2 separate regions of the Rattus norvegicus genome follow, and region 2 is linked to region 1. The links are chromatin contacts, called in public Hi-C maps. All regions are on one chromosome and are shown on one strand. The core of a region is the stretch at or near the end of the contact, and the rest is flanking DNA. Distances in the headings are between cores, read along the strand shown. Region 1 has its middle 27 kb from the start of Mcm5. Region 2 holds the start of Rasd2 (RASD family, member 2).

Region 1 (5,720 bases), core at 1,748-4,247:
CAGTGCCCCCTACCCCACAATTCCCGAATGGCAGGCAGCTCTCACCCTGTGTATATCAGGGCAAGACTTCGGCCTCTGTAGTGTTGCTGGCTTCTGAAGCTTGTGCAAAGGTCTGCGCAGACCTGCCTTGGCACTCAGTCATGTCCTGGAGACATGGATGGGTGGAAGCCTCTAGGCCTGGGAAGAGTAGCAGCTTATTGGAAGCTTCACCTCTGCTTCCCAGGAAGTGCCAGAGTCTGGGTGAGGCTGTTTGTCATTTATAGGGTGTGTGTGTGTGTGTGTGTGTGTGTGTGTGTGTGACCTGGAGGCAGCAGCGGTCAGGAACAGGGGGTCCTGTTGAGAGCCCAGTACTCCATGTGTGGAGAATGGACTGTTAGTTCCCATGGGGAGCAGGACTTGGAAGCTTTGCATCTCAGGGAGACTTTGATTTCCCTGAGCCTCCATCCCTAAAGAGACATCCAGAGATTTCCAATATCCTGGGTTAGAAGCTTCAAAGCAGCCTGTGAGCCTCTTACCTGACCCTAACATCTAGCCTTGCACCCCCACCCCCACCCGACTCCCCCACTTTAGTTTTCTTTTTAGTTTAATGTTTTTTCAGCAGCTTCTAACCTAAACCTGGCTGTCCTGGCACTCTCTTTGTAAATCTAGAGACCTGTCTAGAGACCTGTCTGCCTCTTACTTCCTGAGCGCTGGGATTAAAGCTGTACCCTATGCGCTTTTCAAACCTTCAAACCGGACATTTGTTCAAAGGGCTTATTTGACTCTGTCAGGGGTGTTAGGAGGAGGATGTCCATGAGGGGGCGACAGAGCACCAGGTACACCCAATTTGACCCATTCCAAGGCTCTTGTACAGTCACCCCAGGGGGCCCAGGAACTCAGCCCTGTACATGATCACAGGCTTTGCCACACACTGGGGTTACCTGACACTGCTAGTTTTCTCCACCATGGACCTAAGAACACAGGCGTGCCTGTCATAGGACAGGAGACGGAGGCACAGTGAAGTCAAAGTTCACAGCACTGAGTGAAGTGGGCATTCACACAAAGGGCATCTGAGCTCCAAGTCTGCTGACTACTTAGAGACATCTTAGCAATTTATGTTAAAATCCAACAACATAGGTGAACAGAAAACTTGGTTTATATGCATGCACACACGTAGTCATGCCTGGATGAAAATAAAATGGGCATGCCTCCCTCACTTCTTTCCAGATGTACTGAGGCCCCTAGTTTCCTTCTTGAGGTGACTTAGCTTCTCAGATCTCTTGACATGGATTTGTGGAATCTTAGTTTCCAAAGCCTGGGCACCTGGCCCCAAATGGATGTAGAGCCCAGCCCTTGGGTTCCATCAGGCACCATGACAAAGAGCTGCGTGATCATCACCTCTCCTGTCCTGGCCCTTTGATCTCTACTCGGCCTGTTAGAGTGACATCCTCTCTAGCAGCTGGAGACTGAGCCATGTCTGGTTCCCTTTTATTCCTCCGGCCTCTAGGGAGCCTGCATCTTAGGCACAGCTGATCCTGGAGGATCCACTTTTTTCCCTCAGGAGAGGAGAATTAAGTATTCAAAGAGCTATGGGTTGCGGCGGGCAGACTTTGTTCATGAGGTTGCCCTGGAAGGGAGGGTTTTTAATTGAGACGGTTGTACAGTTGGTGTGGTTTCTGTCTGGGCAGCTCCTCTCTGAGGCCTCATAACTTAAGCAGGTGGCCCTCTGTCAGGCCCCAACTGTAGTTTGGCCCTGTTCTTTCTCCATCCGAAGGGAGTGTTGGTTGTCAGGAAGGCTTCCTGGGTATCCTGTCTCTGAGCTCAGCACGGGAGCCCTGAATCGCACCTTTCCCCAGAGTCCACAGTCCCTTCATCTGGGCCTACGAAGATTGCATGCTTAGTGATCCAGCGACTAGCTCTGGCCAATGGCTGGTTCACAGCCTGTAATAATTCATGTACCATTTCTCTAGCTTTTCTTCAGCAAGCAGTCATTCCAGGTAAGTTCCTCAGAAGGACAACATGAATGGAAATCTGTCTTCACCCCTACAAGTAAGACTTAGTTTTATGTCACTGAGACAGTGAGTTCTTTGTTACTCATTAATCTCATTTATCCTGACTGATAATGATCAGAAATGGGGATTTTGACAATAGTTTTGGACTTCCTCCCTAGTCTGTTACAATAATTAACTTTATTTTTAACTTTAAAAAATATTTAGCTATTTCATGTATATAAATACACTGTCACTGTCTTCAGACACACAGGGCGTCGGATCCCATTACAGATGGTTTCAAGCCACCGTATGGTTGCTGGGAATTGAACTCAGGACCTCTGGAAGAGTAATCAGTGGTGTTAACCACTGAGCCATCTCTCTAGCCCTTTTATTAAAAACTTTTTTTTTAATGCAACTATTTATTCCTTATTGCTTGTACATCCTGGTATTCTGCCCAAGAATGGGTTTTATTTCATCTGGTACAGTGCCTTTCCAGGGAGAGAATATGCTATCTGTCCATTCATGCTTGCCTGCGCTCAACTGCTCATCAGTCTATATCATGGGGCTAATACCTATACTGTGAGAGTTTAGGATTAAATGTGTCAATGCTGGGCACAGGTCATTTTCTCTGAGGTGTGTCTCAGTATTACTGACGCTTTTAGTTCAACCAAATCATCTGTATTTGCCTGGCTGCCATGCGTGTCCTGGACACTAAAGATAGAGAACAAAACAGGAGAGAAAGATCCAGAGAGAATGTCAGCATTGCCACCAAGAACATTGTGAGTCCAAGGCAATGAAACTCCACGAATGCTCTGGGTGTGGGTTCCTGGTGGCCCTGTACTTGGAGATGCAGCCAAGGGGCAGGCAGGGAGTGGGGGTGGCAGGCTGCATTATATAATCCTGCAGCCTGGGAGCCAGGGTACTGTTTTGACAGTTCCATTCACAGCCCCCACATGGACATGCTCCTGAGCTGCAGAGCCGGCCGGGGAAGGGAGCATCATGGGAGTCTGGAAGCATCTTACCCCAGGCTCCAGTGCTAAACCTGGCAGTTCTCTAGCCTGGGCCCAGGCCATCTGCTCAGTCCCTTGCTCAAGCCCAGCCTGTCTGGCCTCTTGTGGTTGACTCAGGAAGGGTCTAGAGAGGAGAGGAATGGTTGGCAGGGCTTCCCGAGGAGATAGATAGCATGGTGGGGGTAGGCATGGGAAGTCAAACTTAGGAGGGAGGGAAAGGAGTGCTGGGGGCCGTGTCTCAGGTGATGGCCAACATTCTTGTTTGTGAGAAAGGGCCTTGTGAAGGTGCCATTCAGTGGATACTGGGGGCAAGCATGCTCTTGGCATTGTAAGATAGCTTTGTATCAGAGAAGACTTGGCCCTGTATCAGATTGCTGTCCAGGGTTGCAAATAGATCAGTAGCTTGAAATAGCAGATACTCATTGCCCTTGGTTCCTGGGAGTTGGCTGAGCATAACCAAGCTGGGACTTTTATCTCTGCTGTTATAAGACTGCAGTCTCTAGGAAAGCTGTTTTGAATGAGGTTTCCCATCTCCCTCACATGGCTGCTGACACCTAGAGCGGGCGTGCCATTTACTCAGACATGTAATCCCCAGAACCAGAAAATGAATGAAAGCCTTTGAGCTTCTTGAGTGATACCACACTGCCCTTTCGGGCCCCCATTTCACTGGGGGAGACCCCTGCATCATTTATTCTGTCTCAGTCCTACCTTTCCATGGGGTGGGCCTGCAGGGAATGGAGGATTGGCCAAACGAGGCTTCCCGTGAGCTTTCCCACCAGCACAGGCAGGCCTGGGCACATTTGGTGCAAAGGAACGGAGGGTATTTTTTTCTTTGGCCCACCCCATCCCTTTTGTCTGCCCCTTTCTCTGAAGCACTGGGCCTGCAACTGTAGCCTGCAGTGCCCCTTCTTGGCTCTGGTCTAGATTGCTGCTAAACTGCCCATAGAAGTCCCTCCTCCCAGTCACTATACTTCGCTGTGAGTAAGCCACTGTTTAGCGATTAGAATCTGGTAGTGGAGGGGCACTGTGAAAGGGATGGGGAAGAGAAGAGATATCTTGAGAGCTGGCACGAAGGTCCTGCTCCCTCTCTGCATCTCGAACATGCTGGGGTGTGCCTCTGTGCACAGCAGCGAGACTTAGTTTATGCAGTGAGATCTGGGTTGTGTGAGGGAGATGAGAAATAGTCCTCATTCAACCCAGCTGTCCTAGGAGACTGCAGCTTAATAAAAGAGACAGATTCCAGCTACGGTGTACTGAGCCAATCCCCAGGAACCACGGACAGTGAGTATTTGCCAGTTTCAAGCTACTGAGACATTTCTGTGCAGCCACAGAGACCTCAGACACTCACCACTGCCTCCTCCCCAGGAACCACGGACAGTGAGTATTTTCCAGTTTCAAGCTACTGAGACATTTCTGTGCAGCCACAGAGACCTCAGACACTCACCACTGCCTCCTCCCCAGGAACCACGGACAGTGAGTATTTGCCAGTTTCAAGCTACTGAGACATTTCTGTGCAGCCACAGAGACCTCAGACACTCACCACTGCCTCCTAAGAGTCAACTGTCCTCCCCTTCCCCTTCTGCTTCCTTCCCTGAGGCCGGAGCAGGACTTACAAGCTCAAGTTCCAGGCTGCTTGTTGGCTGAGGAGTTGACCTTGAATATCATTCTGCCATCTCTGGGTTCATATTTATGAACGGTCTACTGAAAAGCAATGTTCTCCCTGATGCCCAGCTCCTTACGGTGGGCGAAACCTTTCCCCCGTGTTGTTCTGCCTTCATCTCCTGACCACTCTGAGAGGCACCGAGGACAAGTCAAGTTGCAGATGAAGAGTCTGAGGTCCCAAGATGAGAAATGATGTGACAGGGCACTTGTGCTGGGGTCCCCGTGATAACTGCAGGGCAGCCTGAGAGACTGATCAAGGTGAAGGCAGTAAGGTCAGCCTCTGTGTGCAGGCAACATAGCCACACCCCTCACTTGAGGTGTCTGCCTGGAAAACTTCTTTACTACTTTTCCAAGATTCCTGTGCAGATAGCATCCTGGATAGCAGCTACATCATGCAGTCAAGAGTCTCACACACAGGTTAAACTCTAAATATGCTGAGATTAGCTAGGAGAGAAGTTGTGGGGTCAGAGGATTGTGTGGTCGGTGGTGGGGACAGGAATAAGCCTGGAAGTAACTTCTCAGTGCCACGGCTTTCCTGTGGCAGTCGGAGCCACTCAGCTTTGACAGTCTAGGTCTTTTGTGGGCTCAGGGCCATTGATACGGAAAGCATAGATACTTAACATTTTGCTCAGCTAGCTAGAGTAGACTTAGTTGATTAATGAATGTGACTGAAGTACCCTCTCCATAAGGTATTGAACAAAAGCACTGGAAATTTCAGGAAGCAACCGGAATAACCCCCCCTTTCATTTCCAGTGGAGAAAAGAGGTGCTTCATTCAACATCCTCTGTAAATATCTGACTGACTCTGATTGGGTCTTTTTTTTTTTTCTCTTGGACCAGTCACAGCTTCTAGAGAGATGAGACACAACAATAAACTGGTTAGGCCTACACCACTTAAAATTATTGTGTCCAGGGGTTGGGGATTTAGCTCAGTGGTAGAGCGCTTGCCTAGCAAGCGCAAGGCCCTGGGTTCGGTCCCCAGCTCCGAAAAAAAGAAAAAAGAAAAGAAAAAAAAATTATTGTGTCCAGACAGGGCAGGGCTTGTCTCCAGAAGTGTAATGAGAAATCCTGGGGCACAT
Region 2 (5,606 bases), core at 1,749-4,248, 84 kb after region 1:
GTGTGTGTGTGTGTGGAGATGAGGCATGTGTCCAAAATGAGGGGTGAGACTCAGTCTATAAGGAAGGGAGCTTGGTGCAGTCCATTCTATATTTATTCTAATCTAATCCCATGAAGTCTCAACTATTTTAACACCCATAGCAGAGATAAAGAAGTGAGGTTTAAAAAACAGGTATCACCAGGTGTGGTGGTGCAGCCATTAGTTCAAGCATTCAGGAGGCAGAGGCAGGCAGCTCTCTGTGAGTTCTAGGCCAGCTAGGACTTCATAGAGAGACCCTGTCTTTAAACAAACAAACAAACAACAAACAAATAAACAAACAAAAAGACTCCTTCAACTCTGCTCAAGTAAAAAAAAAAATCAGATCTTGAAGGAGAAGGGGTTAAGAGGACCAGGAGGTTCACACCATCAGAAAAACTAGAAAAAAGTCGTGTGGGAGAAACTCTTCAGAAGTCTGCTTTTTTTTTTTTGTTTGCTTTCTCTCTTTTAATGATTTTATTTATTTTGTGTATGTGAGTACACTGTAGCTGTCCTCAGACACACCAGAAAGGGCATCGGATCTCATTACAGATGGTTGTGAGCCACCATGTGGTTGCTGGGATTTGAACTCAGGACCTCTGGAAGAGCAGACGGTGCTCTAACCACTGAGCCATCTCTCCAGCCCCAGAAGTCTGCTTTAGCGGATGCATAGTGTTCCACCTTGGGAAAGTGTTGTAGTGATGGTGAGGACCCACGCACACAAAGCTTGCAATAGTGACACCCTGCTTCTATTTAGGAACAGGGAGTGATATGATTTGTCTTGTGGGCCAGGTGGAGAGACTTAGATTTTATATCTCAGGTAATGGGAGCTCTTGAAAATCCTCGAGCAAGGGTGGCATTTGCTATCACTGGGAAGCCTGTCTGCTCTTTCCTGAAGGGAAATGGAGGAGCAGTGGATCTGGGGAGAGAGGAATAATATGGAGGGAGGGGAGGCTGTGTTTGGAATGTATTGTATGAGAGAAGAATAAATAAAATTTAAAATGTAGATGTGTTAAAAAAAAGTTCTAGGGGTCATGGTTTAGGGAAAAGAGGGAGCCTCAGGGAGGTCAATGGAGGGAGGAGGCCTCAGCAAGTGGAGATACCCCAGTATAGGGAAGAATAAGAAATCAGGTCCATGTGGGTGGGGTTCCATGGCTCCATGAAATGTTCCTGGATGTGCAACACTTCTGTGCACCTGCCTGTTAGCTGAAATATATATACTTTTAAAACCAGGCTGAAGCGGGGCCAGGTGGGTCCCCAGGGCTAGCCAACAACATGTGCACTGCCAGCACAATGTGGATCTGGTCACTGGGCTGTGACCCACTCATCGTGGAGGACTTGGCTCAAAGCCTAAGGCTTGGGTTCCTGTGCCAGCTCAGAGCTGGCCACCTGCCACACTCCCAAGAGAAGGGTGGAAAGTTGGCTTGGTCGCCCGTCCTCCTGGCTGCAGCCTTCCAGCAGAAGCCACTCTACCTGCTTACTGCTGCAAAGCTCACAGGCTCTGTGCACATCAGGCCCGGTGCAAACTCTCCAGGCTAAAGCTAGTTCCTAGAAGTCAAGTCTGGTTTGGAAAAGGGCACAGGGCTAGGATCTTGCCACTTGCTTGCTACTGGTGACCTTGGGCATGTCCCTTAGCCACACTGAAGCCTGGGCTGGAGCTTTAAACACAGCCCCAAGGGGCTGACTATTGGTCTTTTCTCGGCCCCTCCCCCATCCTGTTGCTTCTTCTCTCTGACAGTATCCCTTGGGGGACATCAAGATGGTTTAAGGTTTGACGGAACAAGCCATTTCCTATGTTTTAAGCCCAAGGCCATGTTAATAGTTTTGTTAATCTACAGACTGGGCAGTATTGATGCCCATTTAGAAATAACCCAAGCATGGTCCAGAGACTTCTACAGCTTGTACAGGGAGGAACATTTGAGAGAAAGGGTTGGAACAAAGAGCTCATCCAGGCCTCCCTGGACACACATAGTTCCCAGAGAAGGCTGTCCCACAAAGGGGACATCCCCACGCCCACGCCCTGGAATTGAAGGGTACACAGCACCTACTCCTTCCTGGTCCACATAAAGAAGTCAGTAGAAAAAAAAGTCCGTTTCGGCCTCAAGAACCTCCACCCCTTCCAGGCCTCGCCCGCCCATCTCCCTGGATAAAGACAGGCTCCAGCTGCAGTTCAGAGGCCTTGCTTTGTTTTCGGGCTTGTTTTATACTAACCTTCTATTTATGGCCCGGGACACAGGCTTCCCATGTAAGGCAAAGACATTAATGAGACTGAAAAATGTGTTGGGGGTAGCGGGTCTTGGATTAAAGAAAACATTAAGAAATATGTGAACCGTGGAAGCAAGAACGCCTGGTGTCTGGCTTGGTTCAAAGAGCTCCCAAGGATAGTACGCTCTGGCTCTGTTCCGGGACAGGAGAGGCTAGGGTCCCACCGGAGGCTAGGGGAGGTCTCCTCACAGAGTGCACTCTGAGCTGCATCCACTGCCCAAGGTGATTCAGGGCCCCGCGTGGCTTCACGTGCGCCGCCCATGTGCTCCGCAGGCCAAGCATTCACAATGGAAGCGACGGCCTGTCCCGGGCTCTGGGCGAACATAGGTGGGCATCGGAGCGGGGTGGGGGTTCGCTAGCGGGTATGTTGAGAGGTCAGGAGCCGGTTCCCACGGCCTGGGCGGGAGTGCGGGCGAGTGCGTGCGCAGTGTCAGCCTCCCAGGCCCGTGCTACACGGCCTTCCGGTCACGGTGCGCGTGGCCGAAGCCTCGGGACATCCCTCCTCCTCCGCTGCCCTAGCCCCACGCGCCCGGGCACGCGTAGCCGCGGATTGCCGCGGCTCGGAGACCGGGGTGGGGCGGGGGCGGGGCCTGTCCGCGGGACCCGCCGCTGATTGGCCGCTCGTGGCGGGGGCGGGGTGCAGGCGGCAGAGCCCTGGCGCCGACGCTGGGCAGGTGGGCTCAGGACGCCGCTCGCGCTAGGGCCGGAGGTAGGCGTAGGGTGCAGCATCCGGAGCTCGAGCTTGGGCCATCCCGGGTGGACTCCACGTTCGCTGGCGGGAGAGGACGAGGGAGGAGCCCACCCTAAGAAACTTCTCCCCCCTTTGGGGAGAGGAGGCACAGTGCTGAGCGACGGCGGCTTCGGACGAAGTTGGAGCTGCTGAGCCTCGGGGCGGCGTTCAAGGCTCCTTCCCACACGCGCGCTGAGCGCAGCTAGCGGCGTCGGGCGAGGAGCAAGCGGTGGTCCTTTCCGCGAGGGTCAGCAGCCCGACTTCGGGCAGCCAGGAAGGCCGCGGCCCGGCGCGCAAGTCCCTCTACCCTGCACGCGGCCACGGCGGGAGAAGGAGGTAACGTAAGCGGCCAGGCGGGTTCGTAGGCTGGAGACACACACCGATCGTCACCCCCAAAGGTCCCCCTGAGTCTCCAGGGTTCGCTTCTACATCCCCGGAGTCGTGCCCCCTCCCCCCTCAGCGCGGAGCCCCAGGCGGGGACACCCCGAATTGAACGTTCCCAAACCTCCGTGCACCTGGCTCAACCGGAGTCCCCCGTGTCAGGGCAGGGCAAGGCCGCCGGCGGTGAGCCGGAGCCAGCCCAGCGCCCCGGCTCTGCCGAGCCCTCGGAGCCCACCCATGGGTCATCCCCTGCTCTGCGGGCCTCTTCGCCCTGTCGCGCTCAGCCCAGCTCCGGGCGCCGCGCGCAGGAGGATCTGTACGCAGTGACCCTGGAGCCCCCGCAGACGCCGGGAGACTCGGCGGCGGGAGCCGCAGGCGGTTCCCCACACCTCCAGGAGCTTCCAGGGAGCCCTCCAAGCCGTGCTCGGGGTCCGTCCCGCTGTTCCCAGGTAAGGGAGACATCCCAATGGAACGGGGGAGCTGGCTAGGTGGAGTGGGTCAGCAGAGGAACGCAGGCTCGGTGACGCTGGCATTTTATGAGAAGGGAAACTTAAACTGTACCCTCTACGTGCTGAGACGCTTTCTTTACCCACGTAGAGAAGAATTAAGCTCACTAGACAGCTCGCCTACATCTGGTGGTTGCTAGCCCCTTACATAGCATAGGAAAGTGGATTGATTGAGCTCTTGTGTGCTCCGTTTGCCCCTGGGAGCTTTCTTTTAGACCAAGAGCCAATCCACTTGAAACGGACGAAACTGAGGCTCAAAGAGGAAGAAGCAGTTACCTCCCCTAGATAAAACCTCCTTTGCAGAACCTTCCTGGATCAAGAAAGATCAGGGGTCCTTTAACCTATCCTGGAGTCCAATGAGCTTCGGAGCATTTCCTGCAAAATTTCCTTGCTACAAGGGTTTCCTGTACTCAGATGGCCAGTGTGTGGGACCTCTGAGCCTCACTCTCCTGTCCACCCACCCTGCCACCAGTCTAGGAAGGATGAGGAAGGGTATTGATTGTCCTGGACCTCCTGGGAGCCAGGCTAGGGTTAACGACCCGCTTTGGAGACTCAGATTTAGGTTCCTCCTAAGCCTCAGAGGGACAAGATGGAGTCCTCACAAGTCCTCCACTGGGCTGGGAGCAGCCTGGTGGCCCACAGCTGCTCAGAGAGACTGCCCAAAGAAAAGAGTCCTGTACTGGAAAGGCTTCTGGGTACCTGTTAGTACTGGGTTTGTTTCTACTCAGTGTTTAACGGAGAGGTGGGCTGAGGACGCAGACCAGATCACTCTGTTTCACACAGATCACACAGAGTTTCTGGGCTGGCACAGAGCTGATCAGATCACTCAGAAGCAGATGTCCCCTGCTCTCCGCCATCCTGACCTCCCCAGGATGGGAAGGGTGACTTTGTAAAGCCCCCGGGACTCCGCAGAGTACTGGGGAGGAGTCAGGACTACAGTGTGTCTGGTCTAAGAGGCTTGGGATGTGGCCGGTGGTGGTGGTGGTGGTGGTGTGGCGAACCTGGCTCTGGGGTGCACCCGAGGAAATCATTCTTACCCATCTGTACCTGCTCAATTCCCATCAAGCACTGGGGTATACACGCGGGAAGAAGGTGAATGGCCCACAGTTGCTCTGCCTGCGAGCTTGCTGGCAAGAGTGTGCAGAATCCCGGGCAGGGTGCCCACCCCAGCTGCCTGGAGGGAGAGAGGAAAAGGGACTCTTCCATGGCTCACAGGGTCATTCCCTGCCCAGTGCCAGCTGGGGCTCCACTGAGTCAGAGCGGTTAGGAGAAGACTAGTTCAAGCCGCTGGAGGGTGGCGGTGGTTTTTTATAGGTGAGAGGTCAGGTTTTACAGCTGAGGACCATGTTTGTATTCCCATTCGGGCATCTGCTGTTTGGACTCAACTTTTTTGAGAACCAGAGTCCCCATCTGTCCCTGGAGGGCTTCTCATAGGAATAAGGCAGCCCCTGTATGACAGATTCCTGGGGATGATGAGTGCTCTTTCTGGGGACAGCCCCACTCCTGTCTTTGAGGTACCTCCCAGCACCCTGCTTACATCCTCTTACATTCAATTCCTTACCTCCCTAGACCCCCAGGGTTGAATACTGGGAAAGAGGGTCTGCCCCACGCTGTCTGTCCTGCACTCTAGGGACCACCTCCCACAATACACGTGCTTTTCTGCCCGGGTCACTGTGGGCTGTGTCAGCTGCCCATAGCAGTTCTTATGG

Evidence for each region. A called contact is a pair of places that touch in the nucleus more often than the background predicts.
Region 2: a contact with region 1 is called in a Hi-C map of Schwann cells, with 4 times the contacts expected there. The contact joins the promoter of Rasd2 here to the enhancer-like site in region 1. A contact is called at or near these places in 11 of 12 Hi-C or Micro-C datasets (the A7r5 cell line, Schwann cells, frontal cortex and 6 more).

Annotation. Positions count from the first base shown.
Region 1 is chr19:13,513,019-13,518,738 of GRCr8, forward strand. No RefSeq gene overlaps it. Among named protein-coding and RNA genes, the nearest start is that of Mcm5, 27 kb to the left of the region's middle. Within about 2 kb of position 2,998, at least 9 of the 93 cell types and tissues checked have an H3K27ac peak or open chromatin away from gene starts, as enhancers often do. A contact at or near this core is called in prefrontal cortex, where this site is marked.
Region 2 is chr19:13,597,030-13,602,635 of GRCr8, forward strand. It overlaps Rasd2 (RASD family, member 2), which reads left to right and starts at 2,999. Exons shown (of 3, transcript NM_133568.2): 1 at 2,999-3,840.